Regions from separate parts of the Mus musculus genome. Here region 2 is linked to region 1. Evidence: chromatin contacts called from public HiChIP or PLAC-seq data. All regions are on one chromosome and are shown on one strand. Each heading gives the region's core, a stretch centred on a gene start, on an enhancer-like site or on the middle of the called end of the contact. The rest is flanking DNA. Distances are from core to core; before and after follow the strand shown. Region 1 holds the start of Cdc37 (cell division cycle 37). Region 2 holds the start of Zfp599 (zinc finger protein 599).

The links. HiChIP or PLAC-seq counts read pairs in DNA pulled down with a chosen protein or histone mark.
Region 2: a contact with region 1 is called in an H3K27ac HiChIP or PLAC-seq map of microglia, with 5 times the contacts expected there. The contact joins the promoter of Zfp599 here to the promoter of Cdc37 in region 1. A contact is called at or near these places in 1 of 39 promoter capture datasets (pre-B cells) and 1 of 115 datasets of contacts at active chromatin or transcription factors (microglia).

What each region holds. Positions count from the first base shown.
Region 1 is chr9:21,147,994-21,151,788 of GRCm38.p6, forward strand. Cdc37 (cell division cycle 37) reads right to left here and starts at 1,941. Exons shown (of 8, transcript NM_001378796.1): 1 at 1,763-1,941. The coding sequence starts at 1,864. It overlaps Gm35977 (a long non-coding RNA gene), which reads left to right and starts at 1,975. Exons shown (of 4, transcript XR_870568.3): 1 at 1,975-2,153.
Region 2 is chr9:22,258,095-22,261,937 of GRCm38.p6, forward strand. Zfp599 (zinc finger protein 599) reads right to left here and starts at 1,801. Exons shown (of 5, transcript NM_181419.3): 1 at 1,663-1,801; 2 at 1-77. The coding sequence starts at 1,665. It overlaps Gm39307 (predicted gene, 39307), which reads left to right and starts at 2,008. Exons shown (of 2, transcript NR_166680.1): 1 at 2,008-2,330.

The sequences.
Region 1 (3,795 bases), core at 691-3,190:
GCCCAAGGCAATGCCATACAACTGAACTCCAGCCCATTTGGTTTTTGATATTGTCTCATGTAGTCCAGGCTAGCCTAGAATTTGCCCTATATCGAGGACTGACTCTGAATCCCAGATCCTCCTTCCTCGTCCTCCTCCTAAGACCTGAGTTTACAGGTGTGCTACCATGCTCAGAAAGTAAGGTTATGTGGGAACATTATCTGGGAGGTCCAGAGTTAACTAGGATGCTCTGAACCCTGGAGAGAGACAGATGAAGCTGGAGGGAACGGGCAGGTAGGACAGGACAGGCTTGGTTTTCTGGGTTGGTGAGCTGTCTTTTCTTTCTCTTCCTCCCCTCCCCCCTCTCTTTATCCTACCCGACTCCCGGCCCCATCCCTCCAGACAGGGTTTCTCTGTGTAGCCCTAGCTAGCTGTAGAACTCTCTGTAGACCAGGTTGGCCTTGAACTCACAGGCCTGCCTGCCTCTGCCCCCTGAGAGCTAGGATTAAAAATGTGTGTCATCATCATCTGGCTCCTGGTTTGGTGAATTTTCAAAGATGGCTACAGTTCATATAGGAGCCAAGGTGGGAAGGAGAGGGTCTACTTACTATACTAGAAGGAGCAGAGGTTCTAACAGGAAGTTAGGTGGGTGGGGTTTCCTGGAGTAACAGGAAATAAGAGTCTACAGGAGGTGAGAATAAGGAGAGCCACTGGAACTGAATGATGGGCAAGAGTGGAGATGGAGGTCAAATACAGAGGATAAGGGGGCTCTACAGGTATGTCCCATGTGGGACTCAAGTCTATAACCCAGGGAAAGGGATCCTGGACTGGGGAATCCCAGCTGCAAGCTAAGATTGACAGTTAAATTAAGGGCTCATTTAGTTTGGAAGTTGGGGGGGGAGGGGGTCGTCTCTGGGCCTTTAATAGAAATTCATGCCTAAGATCCTGGGAAATAGATGCCATAGTCAGAAGTTTTGTGGCTCCAGACTCTAAGTAGTGAGGAGAGGCAGAAGGGAGACGTGCAATATGAAGTGGGTGCGTGGCTGGGCTATGAGATCACCTAACAGAACCTGGGGTCCAGACTCTGAGGAAGAACAGAAGGTTCTGCACAGGATAGTGGGGACCCTACACACAAGGGTCAGCTTGGGGATGGGGAGAGGCAAGACTCTGACTAAAGTATTACCAACTGATAAAATGGCTCAGAGTGTAAAGGTGCTTGTGGCAACGTGGGGCGACTGGAGTTCCACAGCCAGTTCCAACATGGTGAAAAGAGAGGCCCAACTTCTACAAGTTATCCTGTGATCACCATAGGCATGCTGTGCCACGTGCACACGGGAACACACACAATAAATAAACTTACAAACAGAAGAGAACCATAGCACAGAGAGAACGCCTGGAGATACAGGTCAAGAATTACGGTGAAGAAGCCAGGAGTCCTGGGATGGAATTAAAAAGTCCGGCCCTGCATGAAGGCACATGTCTCTAATCCCAGTACTGGGAAGGCAGAGGCAGGAGGATCACTGTGAGTTAGAAACCAGCCTGTTCTACACAGCAAGTTCTAGGCCAGGGAAGGTTACACAGTGAAATTTTGTTTCAAAAAAAAAAAAAAAGAAAAAGAAAAGAAAAGAAAGAGAAAAGTCTAGATTGTGGAGCAGGCGGCTCCAGATGTCAATAACTAAGGTCTCCCCCGCCCCCACGCCAGGTGGCCTGGGGAAGAGGTCAGAACTCTAGAGCGGGGGGTCCCGGGAGTGGGGGGGAAGGGGATGAGCGCGCACAGCCCCACCTGGTGCCGCCAGCGGAAGAGGCTGGCAGTGTCTATGTTGGGGTGCGTCTCGTCCTCATCGTCCGACACCTCGATGTGATCCCAAACGCTGTAGTCCACCATCTTCGCTTCGGAGGCCCGGACTGGCTCCCGGGGCTCCACACGGCCGGGCGCTGAACAGGGACCCACAAGGGCTAGAGAGTCCGCTCGGCGAGCCCCGCCCCTTCCGCTTCCGCCCAGGGCGCCGCGCAGGACGGCCCCGCCCCAGCGTCGGCGCGGGACGTTACGTCCTTAGCAACGGGAGTCGGCGGCATTGGCAACCGGAGGTCTTCTTTAAAGGGCCAGGAGTATGTGGTGAGGCCTTCTGGAAGTTCCCGCCGAAACCAGACTGACCATCCTTTAGAAACAAAAGGTTAGTCGCGTTGGGCGTGGTGGCCCACGGTAATCCAAGTACGCTAGAGGCAAAAGCAGGTGGCTCTCCAGGAGTTCTAGTCCAGCCAGGGCTACATATTGACACTGTCAAAAAGTCAAAATTGGCTGGGCGGTAGTGGCGCTATGCCAGTACTCCGGAGGCAGAGGCCGGCGGATCGAGGCCAGCCTAGCCTACAGAGTAATTTTAGGGACGGTCAGGGTTGTTATACAAACAACACTCTAAAAAAAAAAAGTCAACATTGCATACACTAGCAAGATTTTATCGAAAGGACCCAGATGTAGCTGTCTCTTGTGAGACTATGCCGGGGCCTAGCAAACACAGAAGTGGATGCTCACAGCCAGCTAATGGATGGATCACAGGGCTCCCAATAGAGGAGCTAGAGAAAGTACCCAAGGAGCTAAAGGGATCTGCAACCCTATAGGTGGAACAACATTATGAACTAACCAGTACCCCGGAGCTCTTGATTCTAGCTGCATATGTATCAAAAGATGGCCTAGTCGGCCATCACTGGAAAGAGAGGCCCATTGGACACGCAAACTTTATATGCCCCAGTACAGGGGAACGCCAGGGCCAAAAAGGGGGAGTGGGTGGGTAGGGGAGTGGGGGTGGGTGGGTATGGGGGACTTTTGGTATAGCATTGGAAATGTAAATGAGCTAAATACCTAATAAAAAATGGAAAAAAAAAAGTCAAAATTGAGGCTGGAAAGTTGGCTCAATAGTTTGGAGACTGGCTGGTCTTCCAGAGCACCCGGATTCTGTTCCCAACACCTACATGGCCACTCACACCCATCTGTAAGTCCAACCCAGGATATATATATTATGTCCCCATTTGGCCTTTGACTACACCAGGCATGCATGTGGTGGACAGATATACTTGCAGACAAAACATTAATATACAATTTGTTTTTTTTAATCATGTTTGCCCTTAATTCCCACCCCACCCCCACCCCCACCAGAGTCTCACTGTATATAAGACAGCTCTGGCTGTCTTGGAATTCACTATGTAGACCAGGCTGACTTCAAACTAACAGATCTTTCTACCTCTTCTCCCCAGTGCTGGGGCTAAAGGTGTGCCCCACTACACCAGATCTGCCCTTAAATTTTAAAAAATATTTATTTGTTTGTTTGTTTGTTTGTTTGTTTTGAGACAGAATTACTCTGTGTAGCCTTGGCTGTCCTGGAACTCACTCTATAGACCAGAATAGCCTAGAACTCAGAGCTCTGACTGCCTCTGCCTCTGAAGATTAAATGCTGGGACTAAAGGCATATAGCAGGACCACCTGGCTAAATAAATAAGTAAATAAATAAAATTTTAAATTACATCTTAGGGGCTGAAGCGACCACTCAGTAGTTAAGAGCACTGGCTGCTCTTTCAAAGGACCCAGGTTCAATTCCCAGCACCCATATAGCAACTCACATTTGTCTGTAACTGCAGCTCCAGAAGGGTTGATACTCACACCGACATATATGCAGACACAATACACATAAAATAAATAAGTCAGGGTTTTTTTTCTGTTCTCCCCAACACCCTACCCCCAGAGAGGGATTCTTAGTGTAACCAGCTGTCCTGGACTTGCTTTGTAGACCAGGCTGGCCTCAAACTCAGAGATCCGCCTGCTTC
Region 2 (3,843 bases), core at 551-3,050, 1.1 Mb after region 1:
GTCCTCTGAGCAGCGTCCAGGTCTTGCCATTCCTCCCAGGTGAAGTCCACGGCTACGTCTTCAAATGATATCAGCCCCTGGAATGACATGTTTCTCTTGAACCCAAGCGGTCAGCTTTTGGAACAGAAAGTGGGGTCCATTCTACTCTGTATGTGTTCCATAGCAGGGTTCCATGGAAGGTGACGTTTGATTTGTCTCATGGGAGAAAGAAAACTCAGCATCGAGGTCTGTTAATGTAAAGATGTCAGAAAATATGGCCAGAGTGTTCCAAAGGATTTCAACACGGACAGTTATACCCTGGCTTCCCTAATTAAAGTCTCCAGGTCTACTGATATCTTTCATTTCCTGGAAGGGGATGGCCCATGCACCAACGGACTTCAGTATTAAAAGCGGTTATTGAATATGGAAAAGCCCAGAGCTCTGGAAACGAGGACATCTTCCCAGATCTCAAAAGAAGAAGAGAGCCTGTAACCACCTCCATGACCTAAAATCTTCACCCGTATGTGGGAAGGGCTGGAAAAATGGAACTATTCACAGACACCACTTGGGTGCTCTCTTCAATGGCTGTTGACAGCTTGAAGTCTAACAGAGTCACGCCAGATATTGAATGTATCAGATAGCAGGACTCCTAAACTCTAAACAAAACTATAAAAATTGTGTGTGAGCCGGGCGTGCTGGCGCTCGCCTTCAATCCCAGCACTCGGGAGGCAGAGACAGGCGGATTTCTGAGTTCGAGGCCAGCCTGGTCTACAAAGTGAGTTCCAGGACAGCCAGGGCTACACAGAGAAATCCTGACTCAAAAAAAAAAAAAAAAAAAAAAAAAAAAAGTACTCTGTTCTTAGTATGAAAATTAGTGCAAACATTTTATAAATTTATAGTCCAGTTCCTTAAAGCCGTAAACATAGAACTACCAAAGGACCCAGCAATCACTACCGCCGCGATGTATCTAAAGGAACAGAAATCTGAAAGTTAGAAAATGGCCTCAAGGATGAAGATCAGACAGAGGACCAAGGTCATTCCCAGCTACATAAGAACCTGTCTCAACGAAAGTAAAACAGCACTCCTTTAATCCCAGCCCTGGAGTGGCAGAAGCTGGGAGATTTCTATGAGTTTAAGGCTAGCACAGTCTACATAATGAGTTCTAGGCTAACCAGGGCAACACAATGAGACCCAGCTGCCAAAAGAGTAAAAGGCTTCACATCCATGTTCACGGTGACACAGTTCAATCCCAACGCCGACACAGAAAATGGAAGTGCTTCCTAGGGGTGGGTTCCGAGTTCATGCCACAGATAGATGGGGTTCCAGGATCCTGGGAAACGGAATAGAGCCCGAGGTCCCAGGGACAGGATCGTCTAGGCACCAGACTTAACACCCCAAACTCCAGATACAGCGTCTCAGGAATTGAACTGCGGGGACCATGGGGACAGAGATGTGTGGCCAAGGGGCAGAGACAACAGAGAGCCGATCGACTGGGTCCAGGTTACCGTTTCCCGTGCAGGCCCGCAAGTCCCAGGCTCCGGGCCAGAGCTGCGGCAAGCGCTGCAGCAGGGCTCGGGTCCCTGCAGGGACCAGGGACGGGACAGGATTCCTGGAGCCCGCTCAGCCCCAACCCCGCAGCCCGGGGACAAAGGGGCTCGGCTTCTGGACCTGCCACAGACTCACCATCTCAGGATTCCGGGACACCCAGAGCTCTCACTGTGGTTCTCAGTGGGGAAATGTGACACGCGGCGGCAGGCAGAACCTCTCCGGACTTCTGGGCGAGCGCGGAACACCTGGACAGGATCCAACACGGAGAACATGTGGGACAGTGGGGCAGGAGGTAGTCAGAGCCCAGGACTACAGAAGACTGAGGCCCGCCCCTACTCTCTGTCTGTGTGTCTGATTGGACATTTGTCGTTACGGTTTTCAGAGACAGAGCTTCCTGTCTCACCTTCTCAACCTTAAATGTCACCAACCATTGGTGAATTTAAAAAGATTGACAAGTTCTTGGCTGTATTGTAAGGCAGGGCTTCCTATAGGAAAACCAGCGCCAACCTCTACTTAAGGTTATATCATCTAATGTGTATTTATAAAGAGAAATAGTAGCATTACTTTTTTTTTTTTTTTAAATCTCTCTATGTAGTCCTGCTCTGGAACTTGCTATGTAGACTAGGCTGGCTGTGAACTCACATAGATCTATCTACCTGTCTCTGCATTCCCTGTGATGGGATAAAAAGTGTATGCCTCTATTATTTCCACAACTGGAGAAGACCACCGACCAGATCATCAGGGCCAAATTAATTAAAGCAAGCTTTTAAAAATTCCTGCCCACGGGATGTCTCTCCCCAAAGGTAGGTTTCAAGAGTTCAGCATTTGGACATGGGTAAGATTAGGGCTTTTATAATTCAGAAGCAGGGAGTTTACAAATGGAGGATTTGACAGGCAGATAGTTGGAGTTACAGAAGCAGAACATAAATGTAACAAGTTGGTCACAGTAACTTTTAAAACAAAAGCATGGTTGACTTTCCCCGGAGCAGGCAGTACAGAACCATTTGTACTTAGGTACAGTCGGGATGTAGTCCAATCCTTGAGCAGATTTATGCATAAATAGGAATGAACCTAATTTGTCTTTATTATAAGATGGCTTGCAAACCTAAGCTGGAGGCAGACTGGCTGTGACTGTCTTTGTAGAAGTCATCTTTATGATTATAAAAGTATGTGTTCATGTAGTATGAAATAAACTCAGATAAAATTTAAGCATATAAAGCATTGTTCAATACTATAAATGGTCAAATGTTAAGTGTTTTATGTCTTAATAATTCTTGGTTAATAGACTATAAGTGAACAAATTTATTTTTTTAGATTATAAATGATGTGACATTTCCCCCCAGTTCTACAAACTCCATTATCAAATGTGCTAATAGAAGGTTGAGAGAGAGAGACAGAGACAGAGACAGAGAGACAGAGAGGGAGGGAGAGAGAGAGAGAGAGAGAGAGAGAGAGAGAGAGAGAGAGAGAGAGAGAATTTTCTGCCCAGCTAGTTACATTTCTGCACTTGCTGGTTTAACATCACAGTCTTGTGTGGAATGTGCCTACGTCTGAAACAAACATGAATAAGATAAAGAGAATGCAGCCAGGCGTGGTGGTGAATGCCTTTAAGCCCAGCACTCAGGAGGCAGAGGCAGGTGGATTTCTGAGTTCAAGGCCAGCCTGGCCTACAGAGTGAGTTCCAAGACAGCCAGGGCGACACAGAGAAACCCTGTCTCGAAAAACCAAAAAACAAACAAACAAACAAACAAACAAACAAACCAAAACAAAAACCCTATCAATCTTTTCAGGGTTTACATAGCTGATGAGACTCTACACACAGTGCCAACAACAATTAGCATGACACAGAAGAACTATACAAAAGCCATCCCCAAAGCAAAATTTAGAAACTTTAGTTTGGTGGAATAAGTCTATTCAAAATTTTAAATCTCTCACAAAATTGAGAACGATACTAGCCTAATCTTGAAAGAAAATATTTTATCAACTGTACAGAATGAGGAGACACTAACGTGGGCAGCAATGAAGAGAAACCATAGAAGTTTTGTGCTTTTTTTTTAAATGTGCCTTGCTCCTTTGCTCTTACTAGAGTGTCTTTACCAGCTGTCAACAGTGTCATTAAGTGTGTAAACACAGTTATCTGACACTACAAAAAAATCTAGAAACACCAGGGTGGAAGGAATCACAAAATGCTGTATGGTATATACAATAAGGAACAAATATTTAACAATCTTTCAGAAAGAGGAAGTTGGTGTCTGGAATAGAGACAGTTTGGTAGAAGTTTACAAAATTGTTGCCAGACCTGGGAGGACCTGGGTT